Linked DNA regions of Canis lupus: region 1 is linked to region 2. A link is a contact called in public Hi-C data. All regions are on one chromosome and are shown on one strand. The core of a region is the stretch at or near the end of the contact, and the rest is flanking DNA. Distances in the headings are between cores, read along the strand shown.

The links. Hi-C and Micro-C count contacts between places; a contact is called where the count stands out from the background.
Region 1: a Hi-C map of amygdala shows a contact between it and region 2, with 3 times the contacts expected there. The contact joins the promoter of IL17B here to the enhancer-like site in region 2. A contact is called at or near these places in 3 of 9 Hi-C or Micro-C datasets (amygdala, blood and skin fibroblasts).

Annotation. Positions count from the first base shown.
Region 1 is chr4:60,488,532-60,492,204 of UU_Cfam_GSD_1.0, forward strand. IL17B (interleukin-17B) reads left to right here and starts at 1,945. Exons shown (of 4, transcript XM_038535067.1): 1 at 1,945-2,502; 2 at 3,521-3,673. The region is part of intron 1 of LOC111095596 (a long non-coding RNA gene); the gene reads right to left.
Region 2 is chr4:60,451,082-60,454,835 of UU_Cfam_GSD_1.0, forward strand. No RefSeq gene overlaps it. Among named protein-coding and RNA genes, the nearest start is that of MIR143, 3.9 kb to the left of the region's middle. Within about 2 kb of position 1,395, at least 2 of the 20 cell types and tissues checked have an H3K27ac peak or open chromatin away from gene starts, as enhancers often do.

The DNA of each region.
Region 1 (3,673 bases), core at 695-3,194, 38 kb after region 2:
CTCTGCACATCTCAGGGGCCGCCGTTTGCCCAGGCCTTTCCCTTTTTTGAGAACTGGGAGCTTGCTGGCTGGGTCTGTTCCCACCAACAGTGTTCCCGTCCAGGGAGCTTAAAATAGTGCCTCTTGGCTGGGGCTCTGGAGTGAGCAGTGAGGCAGGCATTTGTGCAAATATGGGCCTGGGAGAAAGACTCCTACCCAGGAGGGTGGCGGGCGGGGTGGGCAGCATGGCAGGAGAGCCAAGACCTCCTGTGGAGGATGCGCCCTCCTGGCCACAGCCCCCTCCATCTCGCAGCAGAGGCGCCTGTTAGTCTCCTGCCTCCCCAGACCTTACTGGGCCGCTCGGGCAAGTCTTTACACTGAATCCCACAGGTCCTCCTGGCTCTAGGGTGGGCCCGTTGGAAACAGGGCCGCTGCGTTCTTCAGCAGGTTCTATCCTTGTTCCCGCTGTACCATGCCCTTCCCACCTAAGAACATTCCAGAAGCAACCTTGAAGGCCCAAATCACTACCTGTTTTAACAAGAACAGTGACAACAACAGCAGCTACCTTTAATTAAGCATTTGCTTTTGTCGGGCACTCTGCTAACTGCTTTAACATGCATGATCTCATTTGATCTTCACAACGTTCCAGCCAGGCCAAGTTATAATCTCTACTGTGCAGAAGAACCTGAGGCTCAGAGAAGTCAAGTGACTGTCCCGAGGTCACACAGCTGTGAACTGGTAGAGGCGGGATTAAAACTCAGATCTGTGGATCTCTAGAGTCTGAACTCTTACCCCTGGGCTATCCCCCACCCCCTCTACAGGTCCCTGTGGCTCGGGCCTCCCATTTTCCATTCCAGCATTAACACTCCATATCGCATACAGCTGGCTTGAGGCAATGCATCAAATACCTTGTGAATGCCTACTACGTGCCAGGAACACTGCTGGGTGCCGTGCTCATGCCCTGGGAGCTCTCAGATCCTCTTGAGGACTCTGGTTTGGGCTTGGGCTCAGTGACCTCCCCAGCACTCATGGTCCAGTTCGTTTGAGGATGTCATGGGGAGGCCGAGGCAAGCATTGGCCCTCCTCCGTGACCAGCTGGACACCCCCTGCCCTCTCCTGGCTGTGACTCTCCTCTCCTTCCCCTCACTGCAGGGGACAGCATGTACACTAATCAGACAACCTTGCTTTGAATCCTCTGTGACTTTGGGCTCCCTGAGCCTCAGTTTCCCCGTTCGTAGATGAGGGATAAAATTAGGACCTCACCACAGGGTGGCTGGGAAGATTTACTGAAACAGTGCTCACGAAGGACTTAGCACAGTGCCTGGCAGTCAGTAAATAGACATTAAGCAGTAGCTATTATTATTACTAATTGTTATTTCCTGAAATTTCTGATGTCCAGCAGACAAACGCCTGGGGCCCAGCACATGGTGGATGCTCCAAGCGAAGGAATCATTCACACAGCAGACAGAAGCCTGCACCCCATCCTTGCCCCCCCCCCCTTGGCAGCCTGTGCCATTGCTGCTCTGACATGGGAGGTGTCCCTGGAGCTGGACCCTGACAGTAGGGTCGCTCGGGAGGCCAGAGGGCAGGCACAGGACCCATGCCCCGTCACCTGGTCCCCTCAGTTTCAGCGCCAGGGCCCATTCCAGGGAAGGGGCGGGGATGGTTCCCTCTGGGCATGCGACACTCTTCAGGGTTGTCTGGCTTTCTGGTGGCGCCACCTGGTGGCGAGCACAGCGCCGCTTCAAGGCGGGCCCTGCCGCCGAGGGCTCTGGTGGCCCTGAGCAAGACCACCCCCTGCCTCCCCCTTCCCAGCCCCCCCGCCCGGGGCCTCCGTTATGAGTGCCCACCACTTCCCGTGAAAGAAGACCTAAGGACCCCAACTTTGCTGTGGGGCAGAAACACTGACGCCCACGTTCTTAGGCCTCTCTCTCAGACCTAGGTTGGTCCCACTGTAGTCGGACAAGCTTCACACTCAGGACATCCCTGAGGGCAGATGACCCTTCGGTGGTTTTCTCGAGACCTAGGCTGGAGGAAGGGACTGCCTTCCAGGCCTGAGATGGCCCAGGAATGGGAAACCCACTGATGGTCACTGGGGCCCTCCGTGACTCCCCAAGCACCTGCCTGGGTACCCCCACAGGTGTCCCCCTCCCTACTGGGAGGAGTCTGGGGCCCCAAGTCCCAGCCTGGCCCCAAGCTGTCGGTATACGCTGCGAGGGAAGAAGAGACTGAGGCGTGCTCTAACTAGCCTCTCCTGACTCCGGCACTGATACTGAGGCCCAGCCCCACCTGCCCCCTTCTCCTCCCGTGCTGGAGTGGAGGTGGGGTGCGGGAATGTGGAGAGTGGGTGAGGACTCCTGTAGCTCCCAGACCGGCTCCTGTGAGGCGCAGATTCCCGGGCCTGCGTTGTCAGAGCGCCGAGGCCAGGACCCCGGAGTCTACGTTGACAAGCACCGAGCTGGAAGCCCAGACAGCTAAGTCCTGACTTTGGGATACAGAAGCAAGGGTGCATGTGGCCAGCAGGTAGGAGAGTGTGGTGGTTGCGGGGGGCCTGAGAAGCAGAGGACCCCCCTGGCAGCCAGGTCCCTATCTTTTCATTTCCCTTTCCGTGGATGCCGGCCGGGGTGGGGGGTGGGGTCCCCCCAGCTGCATGCTGCTCCCGCCACCCGCCAGCAGCAGCAGAGGGGTAGCAAGGAGGCTGCCCCCATCCCTCACCCCGTCACACTAGCTCGGAGGACAGTGGGGTGGGGCCGGGGCGGCCTGGGATGGGAGTGGGGGCCCTTGCTGCCTGAGGAGGTATTTTCAGAGTCCCCCTCCCTCTGGAGTTTCCAGTGATAGAATAGAGTCCTGTCTAGTATTTGACCAAATATGGTGGTATCTCTCGATGAGCTCCAGCCTCAGCCAGTTTCTCAGTTATGCTGTGGAAACCTGCCCCGGACAGATTAATCTTGTGACATTCGGCAGCGCGTCGCACTCTGTTCTCCCCCTCGGCCTATTCCTGTAAATGGCCAGGAGTGGCCCTGAGCGCCACGGTGCAGTCCTAGATGTTTGTTCATTCACCGTGTCCCTCCCTGTCCTCTGCACGCTCTCTCCTACCCTCCTCCGCTGCCCTGGGCGGACTGGCTCCCTCAAAGCAGGCTGGACTGTTCGGTTCGCTTGAGCGGAGAGACCTGGACCCTCGGGGCTGGCCAGTTCAGCGTGGGATTTCAGGACCCGTAGCCCCTGGGGTCACCCCAGCTCACCACACTGTGGCCGGAGCCTGTGAAGCCCGGAGCTCTCTCGGGGGGGCCCGAGGGGCAAGGAGGGAGAGTTGGCTGAGCGACGAGAACCACGCTGGCTCTCATGCTAATTAGAATAGCTAATGTTTGTAATAACAATTATGTGATTATTTCATCATAATCATTTTCGTCATAAACAGCTAAGTGTTTATTGAGCACTTACTACCCGCCAGGGACTGGGCCAGCTGTTTAACGTGGCTTATTTCCTTTCCTCCTTTGAACGGCCCCATGTGGTGGCCACTGTCATTACCCCCATTCTAGAGAGGTGGGACGTGAGACTCGGAAAGATTTCGGGAAGAAATGGGCCAGGCCACTGTTGACTCCTGGGCATGACTCCCATTCTACAGAGAAGGAAACTGAGGCTGAGAAAGAGTCAAAGTGACAGACAGCCACGGACGGGGAGCCCTACATCGGGG
Region 2 (3,754 bases), core at 145-2,644:
TGATGCAAGCTTTTCCCCTCCATCAGTTTGCTTTCTATTTACGAGGAAGGGCGAGAAAGCCTGTTTGGTGCTCTCTTGTCTCTGAGGCTTTCCCAGCTCCTGCTCATTTCCCTTCGGCCTCAGACCTCAGGCCTCAGGCCCAGGGCCTCACAAGCCACCGCACTGGGGCGAAGGGTAACCACACTGTTCCCTTCTTGCTGCTTATCTTACCTTCGTCTCCTCGTTATGGCCAGTGTCAGAGTTTTTCACGGACATACGCGGGTACACATGACTCATCTTAAATGTAGAGGTACTGTGATTGTTTGCAGATAGAGGAAAAAAATACAGAAGGGGGTATCTGAGTGGCTGTGGTTTGGTTCCCATCGCATTTAACCTTTGGCCCAGCTGGTGTCACCTCCACGTGGAGGACCAGGATGGAAGGGAGATGGTTCCACGGTCACAGCCCCTCTTGGACCAGGGGAGTTGAGAGCTATTTCCGGCATGGGGCTCGGAATATTGTTGCAAAGATAGCGCCTCTCCCGGGTATGGAGACGGGAGGTAGATGGGAGGCAGGCCCACGTTCCTGTGGGAGAAACTCTGACGCAGAGGCAGGGGCTTGTTGACAGCCTTTGACCCGGGCACTCTAATTGCCTCCTTCTCCTCTGGCTATGGGCTGTGTGGTTCTGTTCCCTTGTACCTAGAAAAATCTGGTGATGCTGTCTGTAATGAGAACAGCGGTTTATTGGCTATTTTAATTGTGCTAACCCCCTTGTACCCCCAGGCTCTGTGGGAAAGGAATTTCCCAAGGCCTTGGAGTTAGGAGCTGAGCTGGGTTCTTAACTCAGAGCAGCCAGGGCCAGCACCCTCACTGTAACCTCTAGGCTGAATGTCTCCTCCCCCCGCCACTTTACCAATCCTTTGGGTTCGGGACAGGGTCTAACCATTTCACCTGACCCTTCAGCAAACCTAGGGCGTCTTCCGCCTGCAGAGGGGACGTGGCACTGAAGCTGACCCTGCCCCTGCCCTGGAGGAGCGCCGTCAGGCTGAGATAGAGGGGAAATGTCCCTGGCAAGGTGAATAGGGGGCAGACCCGAGGGCCACAACACAAGAGAGAGACAAGGTCTCAGAAGACAGAGAGCCCTCCCCCGCCGCCCCCCCTCCCCTTTGGGAAGCTGGGATGGCTTCCTGGAGGAGGAGGTGGCAGGCTGGGAGGAGGGGCACGGAGGCAGGAAGGGTGTCCTCTTGGCTCTCTGGCCCTGGGAACTCTTCCCTTGAGTCTTTCTTACTTGCCCAGCAGGCAGACACTGCTGACCCTGACCCCTAGTCTCCGCTGAATGAGAAGGGGGTCGGTAGCCCCACGAGAGGCTCCTTCCTACTCCTGGTCCCCAGTCCGGGGGGCAGGGGGCCTTGTGGGATACCCGACTTTGATCACCAGCTGCTGTGGTCACGTCTCCTGGCTCTCGCGGCTCCATATCCCCTTTGCCCAAGGACACGGTTGAACAGGTGGCCTTAGACTCTTACAGGGCAGATTCTTACCTGGTGCCGGCTGTTGGCAGTCTGGGGGGCTGCTCCCAGAGAATGGGCCGATTCCCCCTCCCTGCTCCTCACTGTCTTCAGGAAATGTCGCTGAGCCCAGCCAGTGGGGGGAACCTCTGTCTTCTTGGGAAGCTCCAGGAGGCTGGGAAGGAGAAAATAAACAGTGGCTGTCTGGGTTTTCTCGCCAGGCCTGAGTGAGGAGGCCTCTCTGGCTCCTTCCCTTATATGGCCAAGCCGCTCCGGGCTGGGAGCCCGTCCCTGTGCTCCCCCACCCTCCACCACCACTGAGGGCTGGGGGCCACGGTTGGTCACCTGGGACTCTGCTGCTGCAGAGGCCAGAGCAGAGCTGGAGGTGGAGGGTGGGACCCAGGTCCTGTCCCCATAGTTACCTATATAGGCTGGCCGCCTGGCCTGGCCTCTAGGCCACTTGGGGTAGAGCCAGTGGGGAGGATTTATACTGAGGTGAGGGGTAGGGGAAGGGGGTCCGTACCTGGTCCCGACTTAACCCCCAACTCACTGAGTGATCTTGGTCAAGCCCTTTCCCTCTCCTGCCTCTGTTTCTCCCTGTGTCAAATGGGAGTATGGAAAGTACTGATTAATCCTTACAGAGCTAAATAAATAAATAAATAAAGTTAAAAAAAATCCTTACAACGCCACAAAGGGGGAACTTTTGTACCTCCACTTCACAGAAGGGAAAACAGGCCTGAAGAGGCCAGCTGGCCCCAGCTATCCAGCTAGAAAGGGAGCAAGGCAGGTTTGAACTTGGGGCTGACTTCAGGGTCTGTGTTTTGAATGGGCTGACTGCTAAGGCTGCTCTCAGTGATAATACTCAGCCGCTCACATGCATCATATGGAAATGGCATCTGCTGGGACTGCTCCCCAGGAAGACCAGGGAGGCCCCAGAGCCCAAGCCCAAGGGAGACTGTCCTGTTTAGCAGTGGGGGTATCAAGCTGTTCATCTGAGGGCTCCCAGTACCCCACACAGGGCTGGAGCAGACTCAGGGCTCAGAAAAGGGAAGTTGTGGAATCACTGAATAGCAAAGCTCAATAGTCACATCTGTGCTACAGGCATCATCTCCCAGTCCCAGGCCCACTCTGAGGAATGAACAAAACAATGGATGAGAAAGCCCTGAGATGTCACTTTTATAATGGGCATCGTCTCCCTGTTCATAAGTTCATTTTCCCTGTGAAGTGCCTGCCTGTGTCTGGTCCCCCAGGCTATTGTCTTCTGAGCTGACCAGTTCTCACTTGTCCAGCTGTGGGATGGAGGATCCAGGGTGGATCTGCTCGGGGTCTGGGCTCCCGGCCCTGGCGGCAGTGATCGTGGGAGAGGCAGCGGGAGGGGAGGAGGGGGTGGGGTGCTGGGAACAGCTCAGAAACAAGCCTTGCACAAGCACCGACATCCTGTGTGCTCTTGAGCTAGCCCATCCATCATCCTGGCATCCTCTCAGACCCTCTTCCTGGGGCCCAGGGGCAGGTCTCCGGGACTGAGGACGGACTGTCAGCGTGGCCGAGAGACCGCAGCTGGCAGCTCTGCAGGCCTGCTCAGTGTCGGCGCTGGACGGTGCGGGGGAAGAGGTGCCTGCAGCCCTCCTAATCCAATTTGTTTAGACCCAGGCTCTGAGGCTCATTGGCTAGCGAGCGAGGGCCGGGTGTGCGTGCTGTGCTGGAGCACACGTTTGCTTGCACGTGCGGGACATGCAGAGGTGAACAGGTGTGCTGCGTTATGTAAGCCAGGCCTGGGCCTTGTCACCTGTCCTGGAGTGTCAGCTTCTTGCCAGAGCCCTGCGTCCTCCTCCCACCATTGGATGCTCGTCCACTCTTTCAACCCTTGGGAGATCCGGGGCCAGAACCCTGCTCCGCAACTGACTGTCCAGGAGAGTGGGGTCCTCCACTTCCCCGTGCCTCAGTTTCTCTACCTGTCTTATGGAGCCCATACCTCACCCTGTCTGCTCCACGTGCAGGGAACTAGAACTGGCAAGCGTAGAAGAATGTGATGGATGGGGAAAAAACAAAACAAAATGAAAAAACCCTGCTATGGTGTCTTGAGCCCACTCGGTGCCCAGCACTGCACACCCCGGGCCCACGCCCCAGCCCCGGATGCTGGGTCTGTTGTCACCAGACTCGCCAACCCCACCTGTTCCTAGAATCCGACCCTGGTTACTCCTCCCCAGGGAAGATTGCTGCCATTCTCCACATGTCCTCCAAATCTCTTACTCTCCGTAGCACATAGGCTTTG